2 separate regions of the Sus scrofa genome follow, and region 2 is linked to region 1. Evidence: chromatin contacts called from public HiChIP or PLAC-seq data. All regions are on one chromosome and are shown on one strand. The core of a region is the stretch at or near the end of the contact, and the rest is flanking DNA. Distances in the headings are between cores, read along the strand shown. Region 1 holds the start of CXCL8 (C-X-C motif chemokine ligand 8). Region 2 holds the start of AMCF-II (alveolar macrophage-derived chemotactic factor-II).

Evidence for each region. HiChIP or PLAC-seq counts read pairs in DNA pulled down with a chosen protein or histone mark.
Region 2: a contact with region 1 is called in an H3K27ac HiChIP or PLAC-seq map of alveolar macrophages, with 3 times the contacts expected there. The contact joins the promoter of AMCF-II here to the promoter of CXCL8 in region 1. A contact is called at or near these places in 2 of 47 Hi-C or Micro-C datasets (embryonic fibroblasts and retroperitoneal adipose tissue) and 1 of 2 datasets of contacts at active chromatin or transcription factors (alveolar macrophages).

What each region holds. Positions count from the first base shown.
Region 1 is chr8:69,928,057-69,935,312 of Sscrofa11.1, forward strand. It overlaps CXCL8 (C-X-C motif chemokine ligand 8), which reads left to right and starts at 4,590. Exons shown (of 4, transcript NM_213867.1): 1 at 4,590-4,736; 2 at 5,751-5,886; 3 at 6,175-6,258; 4 at 6,686-7,256. The coding sequence starts at 4,673. The coding sequence ends at 6,713. It overlaps LOC106504691 (a long non-coding RNA gene), which reads right to left and starts at 4,069. Exons shown (of 4, transcript XR_002346702.1): 1 at 3,600-4,069; 2 at 352-482.
Region 2 is chr8:70,005,199-70,012,454 of Sscrofa11.1, forward strand. AMCF-II (alveolar macrophage-derived chemotactic factor-II) reads left to right here and starts at 3,027. Exons shown (of 4, transcript NM_213876.1): 1 at 3,027-3,175; 2 at 3,320-3,464; 3 at 3,602-3,685; 4 at 4,052-5,162. The coding sequence starts at 3,070. The coding sequence ends at 4,070.

The DNA.
Region 1 (7,256 bases), core at 3,340-5,839:
GGGATTGGATGGTTAATTCACCAAAGGAGGAAATTGCTGCCTGGCTGAACTGGTTACTATTCAATCTATTCACCACTAAATGAGAGCATGAGCTAAAACTGTAGTTTCCATAGCGGATTCTTTGCTTTTGTGTAAATAAAACAATAATCCCTGAGGGAGAACAAAAAGTAAACACAGATAAACATTTTTACTTCCTTTTGCTGATATTGCTCTTATTGGGAAAAGTTATGTGAACTGGGGAATTTTTGCTTTCATTTGAGAAATGTTTCCAGAACACCTGTTTGCTGCAGGTGTTGGCTGCTGGGCCAGAAGCTAGCAGACTATGTAAATAAAGCAGACATCATTTCTGACCTTGTGGAATTTCCAATCCAGCGAGTGAAGCATATATCAATAATCACACGGATGGGCTGAGCACTCTTTAACAGAATCCGGCGTGAAGTTTGGATTCCAATCAAAGCATATTTTAAATGCTTTCATGATCCCTAAGGCCAAAGTGGGAAAAAGAACTAGTTAAGGTGAAGCTCACATTTTGAAACAAAAGCTTCAAAACAATCAAAGCTTTAAGAAGGAGAGTTGTAAGAAACGAAATATAGAAATTACAACATAAGATCTGTTTTTCCACTTCAGCTACTTTCTTCGAATTTCTGAGAACTTCGTCTCAACTCAGCTTTTTAAAGTATCACATGCCTATAAACCCAAAAGATCCAAAAAAAAAAAAAGAAACTTTTAAGAAAAGAGGAAAAATAACCTTATAAAATTGTACAGCCTTGAATTAACACTTTTAAAACCATTTTTTCCCCCTCCGGCCACTTGACTCATCTGCTTGTGTGGGTCTTGATTACTTCAAGATATAATTAAACACATGTATGTCTAGTCATTTCTAATATAGCAACTTCCCTTTCTGCCAAATGATTTCATTTCCTATGATCTTTACTTCGCACGAAAAGATTCCTAGTGCCAAATAATATATAATTGTTGTTATTTCAAAGATATATATTTTATTGTAAAATTGGAGTAAACAGTCTCTAAAACTTTTGTATCATAAATCTAAAAAAGAAATGACTCTAAGTAGCCAATCACGTTGAATTTTTTTTTCACATTGAGGACAGGCTGATCTTCAGCACCAAGACCATAATAAATGCCTGTTCCAAAACCAGCCTTTTCCTCCAATCCCGTCCTTTAAACTCCAACCCCAAATCTTCATTGATTGGGAGATAGAACTTGGAAACAATACTCAATCCTCTGTGTATATCAATAGTATTTTTTAAACACACAAAAGTGAATTTGAATATTTAGGCATAAAGAAAAAAGCTCTATAATTAGAAGGAAAACAATCAGCTAGATGTAAGCTTTAAGCAATTTGTTGTCTTAATACATCTTTACTTTTTGATTGGTAAACTTAAAAAAAAAATGTAGTTCTCCCACACCAGGCATTTACTGAACAAACCAACATTATTGAAACAAAGAGACTGGGAATTTTCTTTAAAATTCAGGTTTTGCTTACATTTCTGGCTCCAACTTTTCCTCTCCTCACTTCTATACGTATTTTTCATATAATACTCAACAATTTCAGGAATCCAGTTGGATGTGTTCTCTTACATCTCATTATCTTCTACCTGCTTCCCTTCCATTAACAAAGCAGTCACCCCTTCTCCCCACCCCATTGGTCTTGCTCCTACTCATCACTAACACTTGGTTACAATTTTGTAGTTGTTTCTTCAGACAACCCCATTCATCAAAACTGCATCAGAGGTCCTGCTTGTTTGCTCCCCGAGCTTCTTGTCATTTTCTGCATTATAACATTCATCACTGTGGTGCATGTGTATTAATTTATTATAACTAATTGTCCATATTCTACATTAGGCTGCAAACTCTTTGAAGTGAGAGACTCTATTGTATTTATAGAGTTTTCACATCTCCTACTACAAGACCAGCATTAGCAGATATTCAACATATATTAAATAAACAAGTGAACCACCAAGATCTACCAAAAACAGTAGAGATTTAAAAACAGTAAGAACTGCATTACATGTGATAAATGCTTACTTTGCTACAGAGGTTGATGTAAGGTACTATTTTGTCTTCAAGTCTTATATTGGTTGGAGGAAGAAAAAGAAACATGGCTGTTCAGAAACCAAATAACCTCTTTGGAAAATACTTAAACTTGGCATTGCCCTTCCTCACACGATTATGTGCACAAGCTCAGTGCTTCCTCAAGCTCCCTGGGAAAGAAGCTGAATCAAGTGGAATTCTTTCTAAATTATGTACTTGCCCAGAGGTGTCCAGATTTTACTATTTGTAAGCTCCCTTCCTTAGTGTCTCTTTCTCAAGGAAGTCCTGACTAATCTCTGAGGACTCAAGAAGATGAAGTCAGAAACTTCATTAAATCATACAAAGACAGCTCTGTGTCCTAGTGTTCTGAAGAAAAGTCCTTTCAACTCGCCTTTGTGAATGTGCTTTTAGACCAAGACTAAAACTAGTAAGTTTTGGAAACAACAGCTCCACCACTGGTTAGATATATGAACTTGGAGACATGATTGAGATTCCTCACCTGTAAGATGAGGACTTCACTACTTATTCTATTGTCGTGAGGATTAATAAACGTACACACAACAGTCCCTGACATCCAGTAAATTAAAGTGATATTTAAGAAGTTAGCTGGGGTCACCAAACAAGTCTTTCAGCAAAGGAAGTTTTCCCCCCAAACCATAAATATTCATATTCTGGAACATCATAACTCCTGGTTTAATTTTCAATATTTTTTGTCAAATAATTTTTTAATGCTGTTTATCTTCTTTTTTGTCTTTTTGCCTATGTCAAATAATTTAATTTAAATCCTATACTGGTATTTAAACTAATTATTTCCTCAAGCATTGTGAAATTCCATTGATTTTAAGACTCTCTTTACTACAGATTTTCAACCTGAAAGGGCAGTTTGAACTCTAATACAACCTCATTTTAATCCGGAGTTTTAAATTTTAGCAACTCATGACTCTACTTATTCTATTTATTATATTGTTGTATTATGTGCTGTAATAATGGCTCGACTAGGTATTTCAGAAACCAATCTTTCGTCAAGAATTCTCTAAGGCAAATAAGATTTTTAGGAAAATAATTGTTGGTGGAATATCTTTGTAGTTTTTTTTGTTTTGTTTGTTTGCTTTTGTCCTTTTAGGGCTGCACCTGTGGCATATGCAAGCTCCCAGGCTAGGGGTCAAATTGGAGCTGCATCTGTGACCTACACCACAGCTCACACAATGCTGGATCCTTAACCCACCCACCGAGTGAGGCCAGGGATCGAACGCACATCCTCATTACCACTGAGCCACAATGGGAACTCCTTTTTTGTAGCTTTGAAGTCAATCATCTGACAAAAATGAGAAATCAAGCCATAGCTCTTAGAGTAAATGGAAATTCACCTGTTTAACATTTAATCTAAGAAATTTATGTAGATTAACTTTATGAGATAGGTGGATGCTATTAAACCCGTTTTATAGATATAAACTGGAACTCAGGAAACCTAAAAGCCACACAAAAACTAGGTGGCTGAATCAGGGTTTAAACCCAAATGCACTTTCCACTAAGCACACGCTGCTTACCTTCCTATTACGTGCTGCCTCATCCCCTCCAACCAAGTAGCCTCAGTGAACCACATCCTGGAGCATAAACAATTCTTCATTTTACCACCTGAGTATCTTTGAATCATGTCCCCACCTAAATATTCTTGTTCTCTTCATCCTCTTCTGTTAAAGTCCTCCGTACCTTGCTCAAAATGTTCACGCACTATTCTATCCTCATATTCTCGTTGGAATCAATATCTTGGTATCACTTGTTTGTTCTGTAATATATTCTGGTCTTTATGCTGCTTTCATTTTCTATTAGATCAACCTCCTTAAAAACAAGTGCATAGTCTTACCCATCTCTAGATTCCCACACTACTCAGAAGTTGCTTGAGAAGTATTTGTGGAACTGAACTGAAAGGTGTGCCCTTTCACTCTGTTAAACATTAGAAAACCGAATCTTTTGAAAAGTTGTTAACATGCTCTTTGAGAGCAGTAATCTCTCCTGGATACTTTCCCAAATGCTTAGAAATGGACTTCTGGTAAATTATGTCCCCAGTAAAAGTGATTACCTAGATTACCTTCTCTACTATTACAGCTCATCTAATTTACCTAAAGAAGTAATTGTGCCATAAAAGAATAATCACAAATGATAGTCCTCTAACAGCTGCCAGATAGTACCATGATAAAGCTACTTACAAATACAAAAGATGGCAATTGACAATAGGGTTCAAACTAGGAAAAACTGAAGCATCTTAAACAATATTTTAAAACGTGTTAAAAGAGACATGCTTTTTAACAAAATCAAAACAATTAAATTCTTTGAAAGATCAGGTAAGAAGCTCAATGCTGCTGAAAACATGATAAGAAACCAATCATTAGAGGAGTCAGATGACTCAGGTCTGCTCTCAAAGGGCGGGGGGATGGTTGCGTAGTGTGGAATTTCCTCTGACATGATGTAAGCATGAGGGCGCACATGTTCCCTACTCTTGAGATGGTATAAAAAGCCACAGGAGCTCTCCATCCAGCACAAGTCCCCTGGGACAGCAGAGCTCACAAGCTCCTAGGACCAGAGCCAGGAAGAGACTAGAAAGAAAACAGCTCGTGTCAACATGACTTCCAAACTGGCTGTTGCCTTCTTGGCAGTTTTCCTGCTTTCTGCAGCTCTCTGTGAGGGTAAGCAATATTTCTGATGTATAGAGTGTTCCTGTGTCTAAATGTGGTCCTCAGATAGCAAGATGATCGCAAAGGCCTTGATAAACATCTTTTTTATTTAAGGAAAGAAAACCAAGGATGGTTTTCTTTCCTTAAATAAAAATTGAATGTTAAATTTTTAGATGACATCAGAACGATATTTAGAAAAGTATAAAGTTGATTTATAATACATGTTCTATTCCTATCATTCATACTCTATAGCATGAATATATTTAACATTAGAGTATATCTTATCGGAGGCCACAATAAGAGGTCCCTAAATTAACTATTGAGTAAGGTAACGCAGGTAATTTGGCTCCATCTACTATTTCATTGACAAACTTCAGACAACTATCAATGGTTCTTTGGCTTAAACATATCTTGACAGATTATAAACTCTATTGGGATCCCTCTGATGAAAGAAATATAGTTTAAAATTATTATGATATATCTAATGATATATATATATACTGTATGTATTTTTACATATCATACTGTATTTCTTTCAGTATTCATTTAAACAGTGTGTGTATGTGTATATATATATATATATATATATATATATTCTTTTATGCATTAAGGATTTTGTTAAGATATAGGACAATCTCTGTGCCACTCCCATCTTTCTCTATTAATTCTTCCTGAAGGTATTTCCTTATTGGTGGATCTTAGCTTGCCTAACATCAATAGCACTGTGGTATCCCAGAAGATTATGCCATATCAAGTAGGAGGAAAAAGTACTGTGATGATGTCAGCATTGCCTAAAGACAACTCAAAGTCTTTATGTCATTCAGGATTGTCAAGAATGACTCTTCTTAAAACAAAGAGAAAACTGAGATCAGGGGCTAGGAGACTATCTAGCCATCAATTTCAGGACTAAGTTTGCTAAAGATGTGATTTTTACCAAATGCATAGTCATCAAATGACCACACTGGAATTAATGAGCATAAAGCCTCTTGATGAAATTAATCCTTAATTGCCTTTTTTTGCCCACAGCTGCAGTTCTGGCAAGAGTAAGTGCAGAACTTCGATGCCAGTGCATAAATACGCATTCCACACCTTTCCACCCCAAATTTATCAAGGAACTGAGAGTGATTGAGAGTGGACCCCACTGTGAAAATTCAGAAATCATGTAAGTAATTTCAAAAGTGATTAGATATTTCACTCTAGCAAACCTAGAATTGGGGGAGGTGGAAGAAACCAACAAAGTTCTAAGAACTATCAATTCATAGTGAGCAAAACAAAAAGGAAAAATTCTTTGTCTGCATGGCATTTAAATATGGCCCCTTCCATGACTCATAGCTAAAAATTGGCTTGGGCTTAGATTTTATGCCTGTACTTAAGGAACCATGACCTGAATGGCAAAAGGATGTTGGAAACCCTTAAATATTGATTTTAACTGTTATCTCTCTCATTTCAGTGTTAAGCTTGTCAATGGAAAAGAGGTCTGCCTGGACCCCAAGGAAAAGTGGGTGCAGAAGGTTGTACAGATATTTTTGAAGAGGTAAGTTTTTTAAAAATTTTGATTATTTATCTTGTGACATACAGTAAAAGTTAGCTTATAAATTTCCAGCTGCTGCTGCAAATTTTCTCTTTTAAGTATCTGCCTCTTTGATGAAAAACAAACAAACAAAGAAATTAGCAGCAACAGTGAGCTTCTTGTACTTGTAATTGGGAGGTAATGCATCCAGAAAGTATGGGCAAGCGTCTTGCCCTGGATCAGTAGTATGTCTCCCTCTCAATCTCAGAAGTGTTTAGATGACAACTTATTTAACCTCTCTATTTATAGTTGAAAATATAGGGTATTTCTAACACATAAATATCTAAGACCCTATTAATATCTATATTAGATATATTTTCAAGAGCGTACATTCCTCCTTATTTAAGTACCGTTCGTTTTTAACTTTTTTAAAAATTTCATTTATTTTTAGAACTGAGAAGCAACAACAACAGCAGTAACAACAACAAGCAAAAACCCATTCTCCGTGGCTCCCAAGAATTTCTCAGTAAAGATGCCAACACAACTTCAATCAAATCTACATCTATGCCTCATTCCTGTGCTGGTCAGACATAGGGTTGCCAGAGAAATCACAGGATGCCCAGTTATATTTGAATATTAAGTAAAACAATGAATTATTTCCAGTGTCCCATGCACGTTGTTCTATACTAACATTTTAAAAATTCTTCGTTGTTTGCTGTAAATTCAAATTTAGCTGGAAATCCTGTTTTGGCTTTTTGTTATTATAATTATTAATATTATTAAATCTTGCAACCCTAGGCTGCTGGCCAGCATTCACAAGTCTCTGCTCAACTGCACCTCAGTTTCTTCTTTATCCCCAAACTGGAGAAAAAGCTTCAGCCCCCATCCTACCTTGAGGACATGTGGATGTACTTTAACTTTGATTGACAGTCATGTAAAATATTTTCAAGTGTAATTTATTCACTTATTTATTATTTATATATTTATTTTAGTATCAAATAGAGTAATGTTTGTGCATGAAT
Region 2 (7,256 bases), core at 1,777-4,276, 76 kb after region 1:
CTGGTCTTAAAGAGAGAGGTTTAGAAAGCAGGTGAAAATTTTAGGCTGGCTAACCCGAAAGCCTCTTGGATATTTGACATCATTGTGACCTCAAAGGCCAGGAGTAGAAAGACTAAGGATTTCAACAGCTTAAAATATGATTGTTGAGCAATAAAGTGGTTAACCAGATATGAATAGTTATGGGGTATTTGCCAGAACTGTGAAGAAAGTGGTTAGTAATCTGGAAACCATTAAAAATTTCTTGGAGCAGTCGTTAGTGCTTGACTACCAATCTTGGATTTTCTACTACTTAACTCTTTCTCTGGCCTTCTTTTCTTTCCCTAGCTGAAAAATGAGGGTAAGAAAATGATTTTCACCTGCCTGAAAGACTCAATATGAGGCTCAAAAGACCATGAACATGAAAGAGTTTTGAAAGCTGTAAGCCATCAAGAAGGCTTTAATTCCTCTTACATTACTCTGTGGTATCATGACTAAATTTGGATTGCTCTTGACACTCAACCTTTCAGGCTATCAGGATGTCATTTTGTGGATCGCTTTATTATACTTTGGGACAAAAATAGCAAAGTGTCTTTCTCTACAACCTGGACACAGTGCAAGCAAGGCAAATGGCTTACCTTTAGATTTGCAATAAAGAAGCAATTACTTTTGAAGAGCACTGTCTCCTATGGTATTCAGTGTTGTCATTGTCAACGGCAGTGAGACTTTGGTCCATCCACATTCCTACCTGTCTTTCACAAGTTCTACAGCAAGGATGCCTAGACAGGAGCCAGGCATGGGCCATGAGCCATAATGATTTCAATAAGAACTCAGGTTAAGTTACACACTGCTTCCTGATTAGGCTGGGCAGCCCAACAGCCCATTTCTAGTGGGGACTTCCTATTACCTGTTTGTCAGGTGTAAAAATATTTAGCTTTACAGCCCAAGGTAAGTTGATCCTGAGTGCAAACCAGGTGAAGCACACACATCTGCAATGGTGTCTGGAGGAACTGGAAATCACATTTCATGATCTTTCTCTGATCTTACCATTTGGTGCCCAAACTAATTCATATGTTCTTTATATGTAAAACAGCTTATTTGAAACCTAAATACACACACACACACATAAACTCAACAACCCATTGAGTCATTAAACTTTTCTCCCTCACAAAGTCTATACTGTGGTTTCTTTCCTGTGGTTAAGTTGAACTTAATTGCCCAAGATGCTTAGCCACGTTTTAAAAGTTTTATCTACATCAGTGAGGTTTTTGTCTTTCGAAACATGATAATGTCTAGAAAGACAATATAGTAAACCTGAAGGCTGCTTCCTCAGATCACCACTCCCCAGAAGGATGAAGCATTGAATTCATTATCAGGTGTGATGCTGATGGTACTAGGAAGCTGTACAGCAGAGACAACTTCCTGTTTAACTTCCCACATGGTGAGGCCAAATTTCTCAGCCTTCCTCAACTAGGGAATTTCTTAAGTTTTCTTCCAGATGACAAGGTCTAAAGGTGTAGGACACCTCCTCCTTGCTCACCAGTGGAGGTGCTCTCCTGACAAGGAAGATGTATGGAGGAGTTAAGAAAATCTCCCAGGGTCAGAGGGGATAAGGAAAAGAATTTTGCTTCATGACTAGTTTCTGATTGCCATGTTTACCCATTGCTTTGGCTGGCCTACTGTTGAACACAAGAGTCTTGAGAAAGGTCCAGAATCAGATCTAGTTAGATTTCCATGAAAGAAAGCCTACATGAAATACCAATATCATACTCATGCTAGTCATGAAACCAGATACATGGAAGATCTAGCCATTAAAACTTCAGAGTTCTAACTAATTCCACAGAGAAGAGAGAGATCGAGGAAGCTGGAAGCTACCTCACCCCTCAGCTTCAGGGGTCAGCTCTGAATTCACTTGGACTAGAGCAGGACTGTGGAAACAGGCTTGGTCACACTGCTGATCATGAAGCTGGATGGTTCCAGAAGCTTGTGTGTGAGTCACCCTTCCCTCTTATGAGGTTGTTTGAGTGAAGTCAGAGTGGATGCTGTTTTGGTGCCAAATTGATTCAAGTTCCTAGACCCAAAGTTCCATATGAGCCCCTCAAACTCATCACACTCCACAGCGTCTCCAAAGTAAGTCAATTACACACCTGGCTAGAGTCTGGAGCCATAGCTAAGACAGGCTAGGCTCTTCTGCACTGCTTCAGGGGGTACTCACCCCACCCTATCCCACCCCAGCCAAGACCATACCTGTTCAGATTCCATGGTGCACTGAACTGCAGAAAGTAAGGCATCCTTTCCCACGGCAATCTGCGGCTGCATGATTTTTGTTTTCCTTAAACCACCTTGACACACATATTTGCAAAACTAAGTATAAGATTTCCAGCAAGAGACTTGATTTTGTAGCCCTGTTCCTGCCATTGACTTCAAGTGAGAGTAGAAACACTCATGTTCTCTTAGCTTCTAAGACTGGCTGAAGTTCAGAGAATTATAAAATAATTAAGAAAACTAGAACGGTCTGCCTGCAAGCAGGAGCCAGAAAGTCTTTCAGTTTAGTGCAGTTTTAATCATGGCTTACATTTCCCGATTAATAATGACAATATCATTATAAATGAAAACAGTAATAATGATAATAATAATAATTACAAAGGACATTTAGAAATTTTTCTAAAGTCAAACGTCTCAGCTACTTTATTTCCAGTTTTCCTCTTTACATAGAGATGAAAGGCACTTCTAAGAAGACTGTCCCCCAGGAGAGGCTGGCTTTCACCAGCCGGGGCTGGCTAGACTGTTCCTCACCTCCAGTAGGAACTCCTTCCAGCGCCGGCAAGCAAGGTCATCCCGGAGTCAGGGGTGCGAGCAGCTCAGCTCCTCCCAGCCACCCACCTCCATCCCTACTACCCAGCCCCCTTCCTCCGCCCCCCTCAGTCCAGGGAATTTCCCAAGCATCCCAAAGGTTGGGTTTCCTGCCCCGAGGAAGGGGCGAGTGCAGATAAAAGGGATGCTGAGGACTCGAAGTCCACGCTCTCTGGAGCTTCAAATCTCCGCGCCTTCTCCCTCCTCCTGAACTCCTCTCGCTGCGCTCTCTTCGCCACTATGAGACTCCTAACCAGTCGCGCTACCCGCGTTCCCAGCCCTTCCGGCTTGCTGTGCGCAGTGCTGGCGATGCTGCTCCTGACGCCGTCGGGGCCCCTTGCCAGCGGTGAGAGCGCACAGCCAGCGGGATGCACCCCGGGAGGGTTCCGGGCGGCTCTCGGCAGGAGCGGGGAAGTGTCCCAGGCGGGCTGGCTGGGGAAGAGTTTTTCCAAGCAGCCTGCGTATAACAGTGTCCCTCTTTCTACCCCAGCTAGTCCTATCGAGGCGGCCGAGGCGGCTGTAGTGAGAGAGCTACGTTGCATGTGTTTAACCACCACACCCGGGATTCATCCCAAGATGATCAGTGATCTGCAGGTGATCCCCGCAGGACCGCAGTGCTCCAAGGCAGAAGTGATGTAAGTCCTTGTGCGCGGCTCTGTGCACTGTGACCTTGGCAAAAAGGAAAGACCCCCCCCCCGCCCTTCCCCACTGCCCCCAGCCTGGGTCTTCAGCCCCTTCAGCTCACAGAGGCATCTTTTTTTTCTTTCTGCAGAGCCACCCTGAAGAATGGAAAGGAAGTCTGTCTGGACCCAAAAGCTCCTCTGATCAAGAAAATCGTCCAGAAAATGTTGGACAGGTACCTATCACTTTGATCTTTTTGGTTTTCTTAATCTCTCTTGGAGTGTGGATTTCACATGGTCTTTATTCTATGCGTGGGATTTGGCTACACATTCTAGGACATGCTTAGTATAAAAAGGATGGTCGGGAGAAGAGTGGGAAATTGTTCTAGAATGTCCTGGGAAAATCCTTATCACCAATCTCATGTGTGATTGCCTAGAAAATTACACAGAACTCATTATTGAGATGTGTTTTTTGTTTGTATAGTCCTGGAATCCACCCTTTGCTTTTGATTTGATTGATTCTAAACTCTGCTTTGGAAACAGGTTGGGGTAGACAGGTGTGTGGCAATTGGGTTTAATTGATATCATTCTTTTCTCAACAGTGGGAAAAAGAAAAATTAAGAGAAAGGATCATGCATTGGAAAAAAATCGCCCAGTTCTTCAGCAGAAGAGTTTTCTGGAGATCTCTGGACCCAGTGAAGACAGAAAGCAAGGGCTGATTTTCTCTGAGTTAGGTTTCTAGGTGAATTCCCCACTAGGAGAGAGGGGTGGGAGGAGGGAAACTATGATCCTGCAGCTTTCTGCTCAATTTACAAAGTGGTTAGCATACCCTTTCCTGCTCCTTATTTGCTGTTATTTCATCTGCTATGCTACTGAAATATTTAGCAGTTGACTAAACTGTAAGTCAAGAATCACTGGGTTGTTAATCTTTCAAGGTGACTATTGTAGTTCTAGAATATACTTTGTATAGTACTATGGAAAAAGCCATAGATTTGATGTGTGAATGATATTTCATTAGAATGCTGTATACCCTCACTCTGTCATGAAATAGGAACCGCTTTAGTATTGTTTGGCAGGGGGAGTGGGGGAGAAGAGAACTGTCCTTAGCCTTGACCCTGGGAAGCTCTTTAAATTATATTGCATTAAAAAACTGGGTGTATTATACAGCTATCTGTGTAGAATATATTTCCTTATTTAGAATTTCTAAATGTATGAGTTCTGTAAGGACCAACATATTATTTTCTGATAAATTTAGACATTTGATGTCTTCTTTGTATGGCATAATGTCATGACTTATTCATTAAACTTTGATTTTATATGGTATTTATTAACTATTTTATTAGGAGTATTATCTTTCTAGCCACTAAGTATATGTTTGGGATTGATGAAAAAGCTAGGAACTAGGTAAATTCCTTATTACTAGTCTTTTAAGAGTAAAGGCAAACTTAACAATGATCTATATTCTGAAAATTTTGTAAACATATTTGAGCTCTTTGAATATAAACTCATCATTTAGTTTTTTTTTAAATATGCACAGTTCTGCTAAGGTTTATAGATGCTTATACTGTATCTTTTTAAAGTTTTGACTATTTCATTACAAATAATTACATATGCATCACATTTACTATGTTAAAATTGTACTTTATTGATGTATGTCTCATTGGTTGATAGTACTTCTGTGCTTTGGAAAAAATAAAAGACTTATAAAATGTATTCATGTTCTTTCTTCCATCTTATACTATTACAAAAATGTCATTCATCTTTAATTTTACATTATGGTAAAAATTAACTGGGCCGGAGTTCCCGTCGTGGCGCATGGTTAACGATCGACTAGAACATGAGGTGCGGTTCGTCCTGCCTGCTCAGTGGGTTAACGATCTGGCGTTGCCGTGAGCTGTGGTGTGGTTGCAGACGCGGCTCGGATCTGCGTTGCTGTGCTCTGGCGTAGTGGCGGCTACAGCTCGATTCACCTAGCTGGAACTCCATATGCGTGGAGCGCCCAAGAAATAGCAACAACAGCAACAACAACAACAAAAGACAAAAAGACAAAAGACAAAAAAAAAAAAAAAATTAACTGGGCCCCTCTCTGGGAACATTTCCAATGTTTTTGCATTAGTTCAGCTTTTCTCCAAGCTCACTCCTCTTCCAGTTACTCCAAGGCACCAACAACTTTGTGTTTTTTAGAAAACACAATTTGGTGAGACTTCCTTACCTTAAATCCTTTACTGACTCTCTAGATAGGACTAGATAGGACTTGAGAGTTGCAAACCATGACAAATTAGGCTCCATCTCATGACTCCTGATTACAACTTCAACTTCATTTTTCCTTAGCATCTTTGCAGTCAGGAATTTTGCTCCCTAAAAGGATGTGTTCTATCCAGGCCCAGGCCTTTGCATTGGGTAGGGCCTCTTCCTGGAAGGGCTTTCCCACTTTTATGTCTATAGGAGGAAGCTTATTCTTCCTTCAGAGCCCAGTTCAAAAACTAGCTCCTTCATGAAGTTTTCCTTGGTCCTCCCAGCACAACTCATGGTTTCCATTATCATGTTTCCTTAGCATCTTCTAAATATTTGAATTTATGTGAATAGCCAATATTACATTGCTTTTATTTGTTTGTAGGATTTGTTACCCTACTCTACTAAGAGTTCTCCCAGAGTATCCACCATATTTCATCCATCTTTGCATCCACAGTACTGATACAGATTGATTTTAATGAATTAATAAATTATTCTGAACCTCAGGTTGTCAGAGAGTATACTAAAATCAATCACCTGGCCCATGGAAGGTGCTGAATAAATTGGAATTCCTTTACCCTCTTTTCTTCTTCTTGTCTACAAGGAATCCAACAAGAGTTTGAGGAATGTGCAGTCCTCTCAACCTATAACATCAACCCCTCACTTCCACCTGGCTAATTCCTATCCTTTGTTCGAGGCCAGTTTACCTGTCACTTATGGCCTCTCTGACCCCTTCCCCACCTAGGTGAAAGCTCCTTTTATATCCTGTCATAGAACTTTGTTCTTTTCCTTTATGACATTTTGTCAACAACATGACTGTAGAGCCTACAGCGACTACGTACATGTGGCCATTTATTTTGTGTGTATTTCATCTTCACTGTAAACTCTGGGAGGGCAGGGATGTGTCTATCATGCTCATCTCAGTTCCTAGAACAGTGCCTAGAACCTAGTAGGTGCTTAAACAGATGAGTGATTTAAACAAGTCCCACTGTCTCTCCGGTATTAATATAGCAATTTCATGTAAATAGCTCATTCTAGGAAAAGTAAGGGAAAAAAAAGGAAAGATGCTAATGCAATTAGTACATATACATACATTTCCCAACTGGATTAATGTATTATATATGCTGATATTAACATAGGTTATATGTTAGTTTATGCTAACCTATTAACACATCTATATCTAACCTAAGCTATTCTATATCTTTTCATCTCTCTCCATATATGTACAATATTGCATTAAAAACATTCTATTATATATTAATATGTGTATATATAATAGAGTGTGTATGTGAGACAGATAGATACGAAGTTACAGAAAAATCTAGAATAGGTTCCAAGAGATGGGTTTATTGATAATTTTTTTAGCAATGTAAAAAACCCACAAAATACCTCAAAATAAAAAAAAATTAAACTTTCATGGTATTTTTTTTGCTCTCTCAAATAGCATTTTTCCCCCTTTGAACCTATTACTTACACACTAGCCATAAGGAAACACTAAAAAAGCCAACCAAATCACTACAAATGTTTTAATTATGTGTTTCAGTGTTTTAAACAATCCCTGATTTATTATATATG